2 separate regions of the Mus musculus genome follow, and region 1 is linked to region 2. A link is a contact called in public HiChIP or PLAC-seq data. All regions are on one chromosome and are shown on one strand. The core of a region is the stretch at or near the end of the contact, and the rest is flanking DNA. Distances in the headings are between cores, read along the strand shown. Region 1 holds the start of Catsperg2 (cation channel sperm associated auxiliary subunit gamma 2). Region 2 holds the start of Ryr1 (ryanodine receptor 1, skeletal muscle).

Region 1 (5,706 bases), core at 163-2,662, 600 kb before region 2:
AAAAGCATACCTGCTATCTATGTAGATGTTTTGTCTTCTTTCTTTTTCTAATTCCAAGGCCTTAGTGAGAGTGATCAGTTCCTCCTTTTGGGCCGATACGTCATCTAGCAGGGCCTGTGTCCAGATAACTTGGTGTCTCTGTCTACCACAGCTGCTCCAGCATGTTTCCTCTCTTCTTCTAGATAGCTGCTCCTGTCTGTCAACCAGGTAATGTCTGCACCCTCTAGTGGCTGGTCTGTCAGATCTTTATGCCACCCATGTGCCTTAGCAAGAGCTTGCTGACAGTCATGGGCAGGGGGCTCTAAGTAGCATGACCCCAGTCAATTCTGAGACTGAAGGCAATTTTCCCAATCTGCTTTGTATAGTATTTTAATTTCATGCAAGTATTCAGGGCGAGCAGTACAGTAAGGAACTAACAAGGCAGTAAGCAAAAGTCCCGTGATTACTCCTGTGACAGGTGTTTAAAAGTGCTTGTCATAATGACCAAAATACTTGAGCCCACTTCCTTGTCCAAGCCCAAAATCTTGCCTGAAGCCTACTTCTTTTGTTGCACCCTAAGATTAAAATTCCTGCCTTACCCCACTTCCCTATTATAGCCTAAAGTTAGATTTTTTTTTTTAAAGGACAGCATTCTCAACAAATGGTGCTGGTTCAACTGGCAGTCAGCATGTAGAAGAATGCAAACTGATCCATTTAAAAAAACTTTTTAATTATTTTTTATTTATATGAGTACACTGTAGCTGTCTTCAGACACACCAGAAGAGGGCATCATATCCTATTACAGATGGTTGTGAGCCACCATGTGGGTGCTGGGAATTGAACTCAAGACCTCTGGAAGAGCAGTCAATGCTCTTAACCGCTGAACCATCTCTCCAGCCCCTAAAGTTAGATTCTTGCCTAAGCAAGAAACTTACTTCCTTATCATGCCCTAATGCTAGATTCCTGCCTGAACTTATGTCCCTGTCATGGCCAATGTCAGATTCCTGTGTGAAGCCCATTTCCTTGTCCTAGGCCAATGTCAGACTCCTGCCAAGCGGTACCTCAAAAGGCCCTCCACAAAAACGCTCAAGCCTAAGTTGGCTAATATTTAACTACCCTCCTACTTGAATATGATCTGCCCACTTCCAGATCTGCCCACCTCCAGATCACATTAGCTCAAACACACAAAGGTTCTGGAACATCTTGGCTCCTCAGGAGAAGTTTTGATCTAGAGGTCAAACATGAACAGTGCCTCTGTCAGAACAACCATTATAAATTCCTCTGTTTCCTTCTGAGAACAAAGCTACAGGTTTCCAGCATTTTTAGCCTGTCACACATCTGAGAGCCTGACTTGCTAGAGCCCTGCTCTCAAGGCCTTGGGCCCGTGCTGGGAAAATTCGCGTTACCATGGAAACGCGCAAGCCACGCAGGCCTGCCTCGTGCAAGGTGGAAGTCCAAGCAGCCATTTTAGGAGCTGGAAAGAGGGGTTGAACAGGCACTGCCAAGCAATGGTTGACCGGTTTTAACCAAGTGACTGGTACGGTGGGGCGGGGAGAAGAGGACGGTGCCATCCTAGGGGATGATGGGGTGTGTGTGTGTGGGGGGGGGAGTTGAGAAGGAGAGGGGAGGGGTGGGAGGCAAGGCAAGGAAAGGCTGGGAAAAGAGCAGGGCCAGGCAAAGAAAGGGCGAGGTGAAGGCCAGGGCGTGGCCTGAAGGATGGGTTTGGGTGCGGCTAGAAGAGGCGGGGCATAGGGCAGGTGGATGTTCAGGGAATGGACAGGAGAGATGAGAGAAGGTGGAGGGAAAAGGTGTTGGTGGGGACAGTGAGGATCGCGAAGTCAGCGTGGGTGTGGAATGACGGGAGGTCTTGCGGCCAGAGGACCATCTTTACCCAGGAGAGACCCAGAGATCAGGAGCGAAGTCCAGGCAGAGACACAAACTGGGGCAAGGAGAGAATTGTTTACCAGAGGGGGTTCGGTAAAGAGAGAGCCAAATGGGAGGACAGGTCTGGTAGAGAGAGAACGGACTGCAGTGAGGAGCGACTACCCTGCGAGGAAACAACCGGAGGCGAGGAGAGACCCCAAGGAGTAGAGAGGCCCCACGACCAGGAAAGGTTCCCTAAGGAGAAGGTGGCCCGGCGGGGCGAGCTGGTGCTGAGGAGAAATCACCAAGGCGGGAGAAGGGCTTTAAAGAAAAGGGGTGCGACGAGCAGGAGGGCCAGGTTGCCCTGGACCCAGGGAGAAGTGGCCAGGACCAGGGGCGTGGCCAAGAGAGGAGACAGTGAGGATTCGAACTACTGCAACACTTGGGGCCTGAACCAGGACCAGGGGCGTGGCCAAGAGAGAAGGCAGAGTGAAGATCCGCTCTACCACAACACTTCAGACTGGAGCCAGGACCAGGGGCGTGGCCAGGAGAGAAAGCTGAGCAGGATCTGATTTCCAGAAAGATTCAGACTTTAAGCCAAGGCAAAGCGCCTAGCGAGTAAGGAGGTGTGGATGAGGAAGAAGACTAGAAGCAGAGCAGGAGCGAAAAGGGGCGTGGCGAAGAGCAGTGTGAGGGCGGGGAACCTTGTGAGGGCGGAGCCAAGTCCCCTGAGGGGCGTAGTGGTAAGGAAAACACTCTGGCAAGACAAGAAAAAAAAGAGGGACTTGGTAGGTTAGGAGTTCCAAGAACTGGAACAGAGAAGAGCAAGGCCAGGGCAAAGGGGGAGAGAGCAACTAGGAAGCAGGGTGAAAAGAGCCGCAGGGGTAGGGACAGTAGTAAGAGCAGGGGCGGGGCGAGGAGTATTAGTAGGGGAGGAGCTGAGAGTAAGGGCGTGGCAAGGCCTAAGAGCAGGGCCCAGGCAGAGAGTAAGGGGCCCCAAAGCCTGATCAAAGGTGGAGCTAGGAAGAAGAGTGGGAAAAGGGGCAGGAACTGAGCGGTTTCCTAGAGATCAGCCTCAGCTAGCCAACTTGCAAGTGGGTGTTAATCCCCACGTTCTCCAGGTTCTAGCTACATGGTGTCCCGGCCAGCCATGTCCCCTGTCAGCCCTGTGTGGCCGAGAAAACCAAACCTTTGGGCATTCTGGGTACTGCGGCTAGTGCTATTGCTGTCATTGAAGTCGTGGGCTGAAGATGCTTTACAGCATTGCACCTGGCTTCTTGTCCTGAACAAGTTCGAGAAGGTAGGCTTGCATCTCTCCAAGGATCGATTTCAAGATCATGAGCCCATCGATACAGTGGCCAAGGTGTTCCAAAAGTTGACAGACTCGCCAATCGATCCGTCAGAGGTGAGGGAAGTGAGATCAAGAGTATCAAAGAGATTTGGGGTCAGTAAATAGAGGGATCTTGAGTCATTATACCAAGTGACTAGATATTTCCCCCAACTTTCCTTACAGAACTATTTGAGCTTTCCTTACTACCTGCAAATCAACTTTTCCTGTCCGGGACAGGTAAGAGTTTACAGTATGAGTAGGCTGATTTCTGTAACTCTCCAATTTCCCATTATTTTCAGCAGTGTTTTTTCAATACAGTTTAATAGTAGTCTCCACCAACCCTGAAGGCATTAACGATTCAGTCTCCCACTAGGAGAATTGAATAAGAACACAATAGGGACAAAAAGTGAGCACAGCACCCCCCCACGGGGCCCCATTTTAAAATTGAGATGTAGCTCATCTTTTGTTTTGTTTAGGGGCCTAGGGACAGAATCCAAGGCTTTGTACATGCTACCACTGCTACCTGCTACCACCCTGTTCTCAGCCCCTAAAGGTGTCGTTCTAAAGTATACAGATCAGTACATTTTACTGTATCTACAGAGTCAGGCAACTGTCTCAGCTCCATTTAGCCATGACAGAAACATCGTGACCAAGGCAACTTATAAACCAAAAGTCCAAGAGCAGCACAGTAGGGAACCCGGTGGGACCACCATGGCAGGTACTTCCATCCACAAGCAGGAAGCAGAGAAAGCGAACTAGGAATGGTGCAGACCTCAAGGCCTACCACCCCTGGTGACACATCTCCTCCATGAAGGCCATATGTAATCCTATTCAGTCAGACCCACAGCTAAGGACCAAGCATTCAAACATAGGAGCCTAAGGGGCTCAAACAATACCTCACTCAAACAATCACACTAACCTCATTATCTTTCCCTGGAATGTTCCTATTATCCTCCAATAAGAACCCTGTGTCTAATAATAGTTATTCTCTCTTTTAAAAAAAGCATTCATCTTATTTTTAATAGGTCTATACATGTGCATGCAGTTGCCTATGGAGGTCGGAAGAGGGTGATGAATTCCTGGGATTGGAGTTACAAGCTATTGTGGCTTGACATAGATGCTGGCAATCATGCTTTGGTCATCTAGAAGAACAGTTAAACACTCTAACCATTGAGTCAGCCAATCTCTCTGGCCCCGCACTCTTCCTTTCAGGATATAGGATAGTGTTACTTGACCCGGGCTGGCCTTGAATTCACAACAGTTCTTGTGCCCCTGTCTCTCAAGTACTGGGATTATAGGTATGAGCCAGCATGCCAACCTTCCTTTGCCCATTTTGGTTGGTTGGTTGGTTGGTTCTTTAGGACAGGGTCTTTCTACAGAGTCCTGGCTATCTTGGAACTCACAGAGATCTGCCTGCCTTTGCCAGGATCAAAGGTGGAATGTGTCATCTGGATTGGCCTTCCTTTGGTTTTATTATTTTTAAAAACGATTTATTTCTTTTTATTGTGTGTGCATTGGTGTTCTGCCTGAATGCATGTCTATGGGAGGGTGTCAAGTGTCCTGAACTGTAGTTACAGACATTTGTGAGCCACCATATGTTTGCTGGGAACTAAACCTGGGTCCTCTGGAAGAGGAGTTGGTGCTCTTAACCTCTAAGTCATCTCTCCAGCCTCCCTTGCTCATTTTAAAATGAAGTTTTGTTTGTTTGTTTGTTCGTTTGTTTTTTTTACTTTTAATTATTGATTTGTGAAAATTATTATTATTAATTATTAGAGATTTTATCTTATGTATATGAGCACACTGCAGCTGTCTTCAGAGGCACCCAACGAGGGCTTCAGATCCCATTACAGATGGTTGTGAGCCACCATGTGGTTGCTAGGAATTGACCTTGGGACCTCAGGAAGAAGAGTCAGTGCTCTTAACCGCTGAGCCATCACTCCAGCCTGTGAAAATTATTTATAAATTTTAAATAATAGTTTGAATAATTTCATACAGATGATTTGCAAACATTGTGTCCTATTCTGTAGGTTCTTTCTCTGAAGAACCTTGCTATGGGTCTTGCTATGTAGACCGAACTGGTCTCAAACTCATAAAGATCTACCTGCCTCTGCCTCCTTAGTGTTGGGATTCAAGGTGTGTGCCATCACCACCTGATTCTTTTATTAGTGTTTTTGAGGCGGAGTCTCATGAGAGCCAGGCTGACTGACTGGTATAGCAAAGAACCACCTCAGACTTCTGACCGCCTGGCCTTTCCAGGCTCCGTGGGAGCTTGCTGGGATTCTGAAAGCCCATTGGACCACCGCACTTGTTTTTATTCCGTGATGAGGAAAGAGCTTAGTGCCTCACCATACTAGGGAAGCAGTCTCACTGCAGGACCAGAGATGTAGGAGCTCATTGGTTAAGAGTACTTGTTGCTGTTGCAGACAACCAGAGTTTGATTCTTAGCACCCATCCGGTGCTCACAGCCACACATAACCACAGTTCCAGGGGATTCAACAGGCATGCACACGGTACACATACACGTTATTCACACA
Region 2 (6,084 bases), core at 2,979-5,478:
TAATAATAATAATAATAATAATAATAATAATAATACAAATTTAGTTTCAGTTTAATGCAAGTGTGCTATTGCCAGTGTTTAATAAGCAATATCTACATTGAAAAGTACTTTACTATAGTTTTGTTGAACAGTAGAATACTGGTTTCAGTGTTAGTGTGTGTGTGTGTGTGTGTGTGTGTGTGTGTGTGTGTGTGTGTTCGTGTATGTTATTGTAGGTGGTCCAGAAGCATTTTATGGAGGTCAGAGGAGAGCCTGGGCATTTACTCTCACTTTCTGCCTTGGTTCCTCTTCGCCTCTGCACACAGCAGGATAGCAAGCCAGCAAGCGCTGGGGATTCTCAGTTTCCACTTCCCTCTCATGGTCTAAGCAATGGGATTACAGCTGCTTGCTGTGAGTTCTGGGGATTTGAAAGCAGGCCCTTAGGAGCTGGAAATGGCTCAGTGGTTAAGAGCACTGACTACTCTTCCAGAGAACTTGGGCTCAAGTACTAGAACATATAGGGTGGCTGCAGGCCCAGCAGCCCAGTGCCCTCTTCTGGCCACATATAAACAAGCAAGCAAACAAAGGAGTCAGCTTCCCTTGCTTGCTCAGTAATTATGCCATCTCCAAGATACTGTTTTATTTAAATATGCTAATTGAGTGTTCTTTTATTAAATTATACATCCTCATCATTTGTTTGTTTGTTTAGAGACATGATCTGGCTGGACAAGAACTCACTATGTAGACCAGGTTGGCCTTGAACTCATAGAGATCCACCTGCCTCCCGAGTGCTGGGGCTTAAGCCATTTTGAAATGGCTTAAGCCATTTTGAAAAACACACCTTTTGTTTGTTTGAAACAGGGATTCATGTAGCCCAGGCTATCTTGCTATGTAGATGGGGTGAGCTTGAAGTCTTGATTCTCCTGCCTACCGGCCAAGTGCTAGGATATATGTGCATAGCCAGGTCTGTTTATATAGTGCTGGGGACCAAGCACAAGGCATTTTGCATACTGGGCAAGCAGTCTACTAACTAGCTCTGTCTATTCCCATCCCTGCCTTAGTTTATCTTTAAGATTTATCTAATGTTATGCTTATAGGAATTATTGCCTGGTGTTTGAGAAGGTCAGAAGAGGGCATCAGGTTCCTTGGTACTGGAGTTATAAATGGTTGTGAGCCACCATATGGATGCTGGGAATCAAACTCATGTCCTCTGCAAGAGCAGCAGGTGTTCTTAACCCCTGAGCCATCTCTCCATTACAAACATTTATTACATTACAACTTCTTCTTCTTCTTCTTCTTCTTCTTCTTCTTCTTCTTCTTCTTCTTCTTCTTCTTCTTCTTCTTCTTCTTTGTTTTTGTTTTTGTTTTTGTTTTTGTTTTTTTTGAGACAGGGTTTCTTTGTGTAGCCCTGGCTGTCCTGGAACTCCTCTGTAGACCAGGCTGGCCTCAAACTCAGAAATCTGCCTGCCTCTGCCTCCTGAGTGCTGAGATTAAAGGCGTGTGCCACCATGCCTGGATTACAACATTTATTTTGTGTGTGTATGTATGTGTGTATGTGTATGTATGTGTGTGTGTATATATATATACACACACACACACACATACATATATGTGTGTGTGTGTGTATGTGTGTATGTCTCTGTGTATGTGTGTGTATAAGTGTATGTGCATGTGTGTGTGCATGCATGTGTCTGTGTGTGTGCATTTGTTCATGTGTGTATGTATGTATGCCTGTGTGTATGTCTGCATGTGTATGTGTGTGTGCATGTGTGTATGTATGTATGTGTATATGTGTATGCATGTGTGTGCATGTGTGTTCTTGTGTGTGTATGCATGCATGTGTATGTGTATGCATGTGTGTATGTATGTGTGTATGTGTGTGTGTGTATATGTATGTGTGTATATGTGTATGTGTGTGTGAATGTGTATATGTATGTGTGTATATGTGTATGTGTGTGCATGTGTGCATATGTATATGTATGTGTGTATGTGTGTGTGCATACGTGCATGTGTGTATGTATGTGTGTATACGTGTATGTGTGTGTGTGTGCATGCATGTGTGTGTAGGTTGCCCACACCACCATGGCTGGCATGTGAAGTAAGGGGTCATCATACAGAACTTTTTCCATTGCATTATTTGGGTCGCTGGGATCAAGTTCAGATCTTCATCAGGCTTGGGGGCAAGCAGCCTGCCAGCTGAGTCATCATATTGTCCTTTATTTATTTTACTTTATTTTTTCAGACAGTTGATGATACATAGCTCTGTCTAGCCTGGAACTCACTCTGTAGACCAAACTGGCCTCAAACTCACCAAACTCTGTCTGCTTCTGCCTCCCACTATCCGCATGCACCTCCTGGCTCTTTATTTGTTTGTTTGTTTGTTTGTTTGTTTTTTGAGACAGAAATTCATGTAATGCAGGTGGTTGGCCTGGAATGTACTATGTAGCCAAGGCTGGCCTTCAATTTCTGTTCCTTCTACCTTTACCTCCTAAAGTGTGCCTCCACATGGCTAAATTAGAAAATCATATGCAGATATGGAGGTGTGGAACCCTATCTTTAGGTCTAGATCCCCAGCTCAGCCTCTGTGACATTGTGTAAGGTGCCTGACTCCATCTCCCAAAGGCAGCTCTTCACATCTGCAGACTTGGCACTGTGAGAGTGGGGAAATTGTGCCCCCTAAAGGTTACCCTGGGGACTACAGGGCATTTAGGAGATCTCCGCAGGGGCCACGTGCTTTTATTTTCTGCTGGCTGTTAAGCATGCCAATAATAGCATGGTTGTGAGAAACTAGTGGTAATAAAAAGATCTTAGCTCACACCTGAACTGCAACAGGTGGGTAAGAGACATCAGTCAGGACTACTTCAAAAGGCAGGTTTTAGCTGGGGGCTCGGGGGTGGGGTGGGGTGGGGTGGGGTGGGGTGGGGTGGGGTAGGGTGGGGTGGGGTGACGCATTTGTTTAACCTCAGTGCTGGGAGGCAGAGGCCTGGGATGTTTGCGAGTTCAAGGTCAGGCTGGTGTTTTCTCTCCCCCCTCCCACACCCATGCCCCTGCCCCCCAGTTTTGAGACAGGGTATCAGGTAGCACAGGCTGGCCTCCAGCTAGGGAGCTGAGGTTGACTTTGAGTTTCTGATCCTTTCTGCTTGCTGGAATTACAGACTCACATGGCCACTCCCAGTTTATGGATGGAACCCGGGGCTTTGTGACAGCTAGATAAACATTATATCGACTAGGGCATGCCTGCAGCCCTGTTTTTGTCTCTGTTTTGATACAGGGTCTTTTTTTTTTTTTTCTTCCTTTTCTTTATTTACATTTCAAAAATTTTCCCTGTTCCAGATCTCCCCTTCGGAAACCCTCTATCCCATCCCCCCTCCTCTTGCTTCTATGGGGGTGCTCCCCCATCCACCCTCCCACTCCTGTCTTCCCACCATAGCATTCTCCTATACTGGGGCATCCATTGAACACCCTTAGGCCCAAGTGCCACTCCTCCCACTGATGTGCAACAAGGCCATCCTCTGCCACATATGCGGCCGGAGCCATGGGTCCCTCCATGTGTATTCTTTTGTTGGTGGTCCAGTCCCCCGGAGTTCCAGGGGGTCTGGCTGGTTGACACTGAGATAGGCTCTTATTATGCGGTCCCAACTCCAGATTTACAATCCTCTTGCCTCAATCTCTTCAGAGCTTGGATGATAAGCCATACCACTCTGTCTGGTACTAAGTGATTTTTTTTTTAATGTTAGGGGATGTGGTGTGCATCCAAGCTACAACTGTGTGATTCTGCAGCAAGGGTGAAGCTCAGTTTAGCCATTAAGAAAGGGATGGAACTAGGCTGAGGGTGTAGCCCAATGGTAGAATGCTTGCCTGGCATGCAAGTGATCTAGGGTTTGAACCACGGCATTACATAAATCAGATGGGGCCAGAGGTTCAAGATCACTCTTGACTACATGTGGAGTTTAAGGCCATTCTGAAGTACATGACACTCGGAGGGGGAGGGGAAGGGGAGGGAGAGAGGAAGGGGTAAAGGGAGAGCCAGCCAAACAAATATATACATGATATCTCACTGTGACCATGGCCACTCAGCTACTTTCTAGACACCCAGTTCACTGGAGAGAACGAACACCTTCCACCAAGAGTTTGTGCTGTGGGCGGGGTTCTGAACAGGGGCGTAGCTTGTCCCATGCTTGCCCAATGGGTGTGCGGTGGGGCGGGGACCTTCTCTCATTGTGTCCCGCACAGGGCATGCTTCCTGCAGTTCCATCTCCCTCGCGGGTGCCTCTGGCTTCCCTAGAGGTCTCCGACCCCAGCCCGCCCTCAGGTTCCCCGCCAAGCCTGCAGCCCCCTCTCGCCATCCTCAGACCCTAGCCCGGGACACCCGGGGATTGCCATCATGGGTGATGGAGGAGGTGAAGGCGAGGACGAGGTCCAGTTTTTGCGGACGGTACGTTTTTGTCTGGGTCCGGAGGTCTTGGGTGATTTCTTGCTTACTTTTCTGAGAGTCTCTCTGTCTCTTCCCTGCTTGCTGGTGGTCTCTGAAATCCGAGGTCACTTTGTCTTTCCGTTTTTTCTCATCACCTTTTCGACCACGGAGAATTAGCAGGATTTAGGAGGACCGAGTGGGCAGGAGAGGGTGGGATCCTCAGACGCCCTCTCCTGACATAAGAGATTTGGGGTCATTGAGGAAGCACCCCGCCTCCTGCCGTTCTGGAAGCAGGCACTTGAGGAAGGTGGTTCTAATTCTTGGGCTTAATTTAGCTGTCCTCCACCGCCACCCCAGCCCTCATTCCCTTCTTGCTCCAGGCTCTGACCTATTTAAATTCTTGGGAAGGGGGCTGGGGTGGGCTGGACAACACCTTTCTTTTCAACTCCTAGTCTTTGGCCGTCTCCTTGGGGGTCTCTTGGAGCTTCAATGTACTTTTCCCCTCGGTTTTGGCGAGGAGGATTTAACTATGTCAGCTAATGGCCTCTGAGGGTACCTGGGTGATGAAGTCTTTCTCAGCTCCTTGGTATATCTTATGTCTGAGTCTCTGTCTCTTGGCCCTTGGCTTCAGCCTTCTGCGTGTGGCTGTCCCTCTGATCCTGTCTCTCTGAATCTCAGATCTCCAGCTGGGGGCAGGGATGGGACTTGGGACAACAGGTGTCTCTCCCAGAATAGCCCTCTTTTCTGGGCTCTGGGTAGGGGACAGGGAGGGGACAAGAGGGGGAGGGGCTGCCTTTTTCTTAGTCCTTCCCACCATATCCTCCCATGGGCTGAGATGGGGGTTGGATATGGGAGATGGTCTCTGTTGGGGCCAGGTCTGCTGACCCTGCACTCTCTCCCCCCCAACCCCCCACCCCCGAGGTCCTGGGTCCACACAGAAATGCTGACGCAGCATTCCTGACCCAGAATAGGACCCTGGTAGGCTGGGTCCGGTTTCTTGGGAGGGAGGAACAAACAGCTGGGGCTGGTAATGAAGGATGGGGACAGCTGGACTGTGAAGCCACTGGAGGAGGGCCTCTCCCCAGCCCCAGCCCCTTAGCCTACACCATGGCTTTCCATTGCCCTAGTAAGCCAATGGCTGTGGCTCCCAGCTGCTGAGCAGTCACTGCACCAGGCCCCGTGCCCAGGGCCTCAGCCTCCTGAGGTGTCTAATTATATTCTCATTGCCCTATCTTCTGAGGTAGGGCCCTATCTTTATCTCCCAGGGAGATTTGAGGGAAACCAAGCCCCATGTGGTAGACTTGCCCAAGGTCAAGGCCAGGAAGTGGCCTCCCTGAGTGCCCTGGGAGGCCAAGGTTTGCTTTCAAAAGAGGAAATCTGGACCAGGCTTGCTAGGGTAGCCAGTGTCAGGGGGTCAAAGGCCCCAGGATGGGTCTGCTTGCCTCAATGTTACTGGGGTTGTGTGGTACTTTCTTCCAAAAACCAACCAACCAAACAACCAAACAACCAAAAAAACCCCTCGTTTACATCATATCCCCCCCCTATAAGAAAGAATCTGTATAGCAACCCAGGGCGTGGCTTATGTATTTATTGGTATTATTAAACAAACAAACAAACAAACAAACAAAAATTCCAACTTTAAAGCAGGTTGTGGTGGTATAGATCCATGATTCCAGTGCTGGGCCAGCCTG

What was found. HiChIP or PLAC-seq counts read pairs in DNA pulled down with a chosen protein or histone mark.
Region 1: an H3K4me3 HiChIP or PLAC-seq map of embryonic stem cells shows a contact between it and region 2, with 4 times the contacts expected there. The contact joins the promoter of Catsperg2 here to the promoter of Ryr1 in region 2. A contact is called at or near these places in 1 of 115 datasets of contacts at active chromatin or transcription factors (embryonic stem cells) and 2 of 9 other capture datasets (liver and pancreatic islet).

The regions. Positions count from the first base shown.
Region 1 is chr7:29,722,738-29,728,443 of GRCm38.p6, reverse strand. Catsperg2 (cation channel sperm associated auxiliary subunit gamma 2) reads left to right here and starts at 1,412. Exons shown (of 29, transcript NM_029714.4): 1 at 1,412-1,516; 2 at 2,964-3,247; 3 at 3,356-3,409. The coding sequence starts at 2,975.
Region 2 is chr7:29,123,295-29,129,378 of GRCm38.p6, reverse strand. Ryr1 (ryanodine receptor 1, skeletal muscle) reads left to right here and starts at 4,228. Exons shown (of 106, transcript NM_009109.2): 1 at 4,228-4,414. The coding sequence starts at 4,364.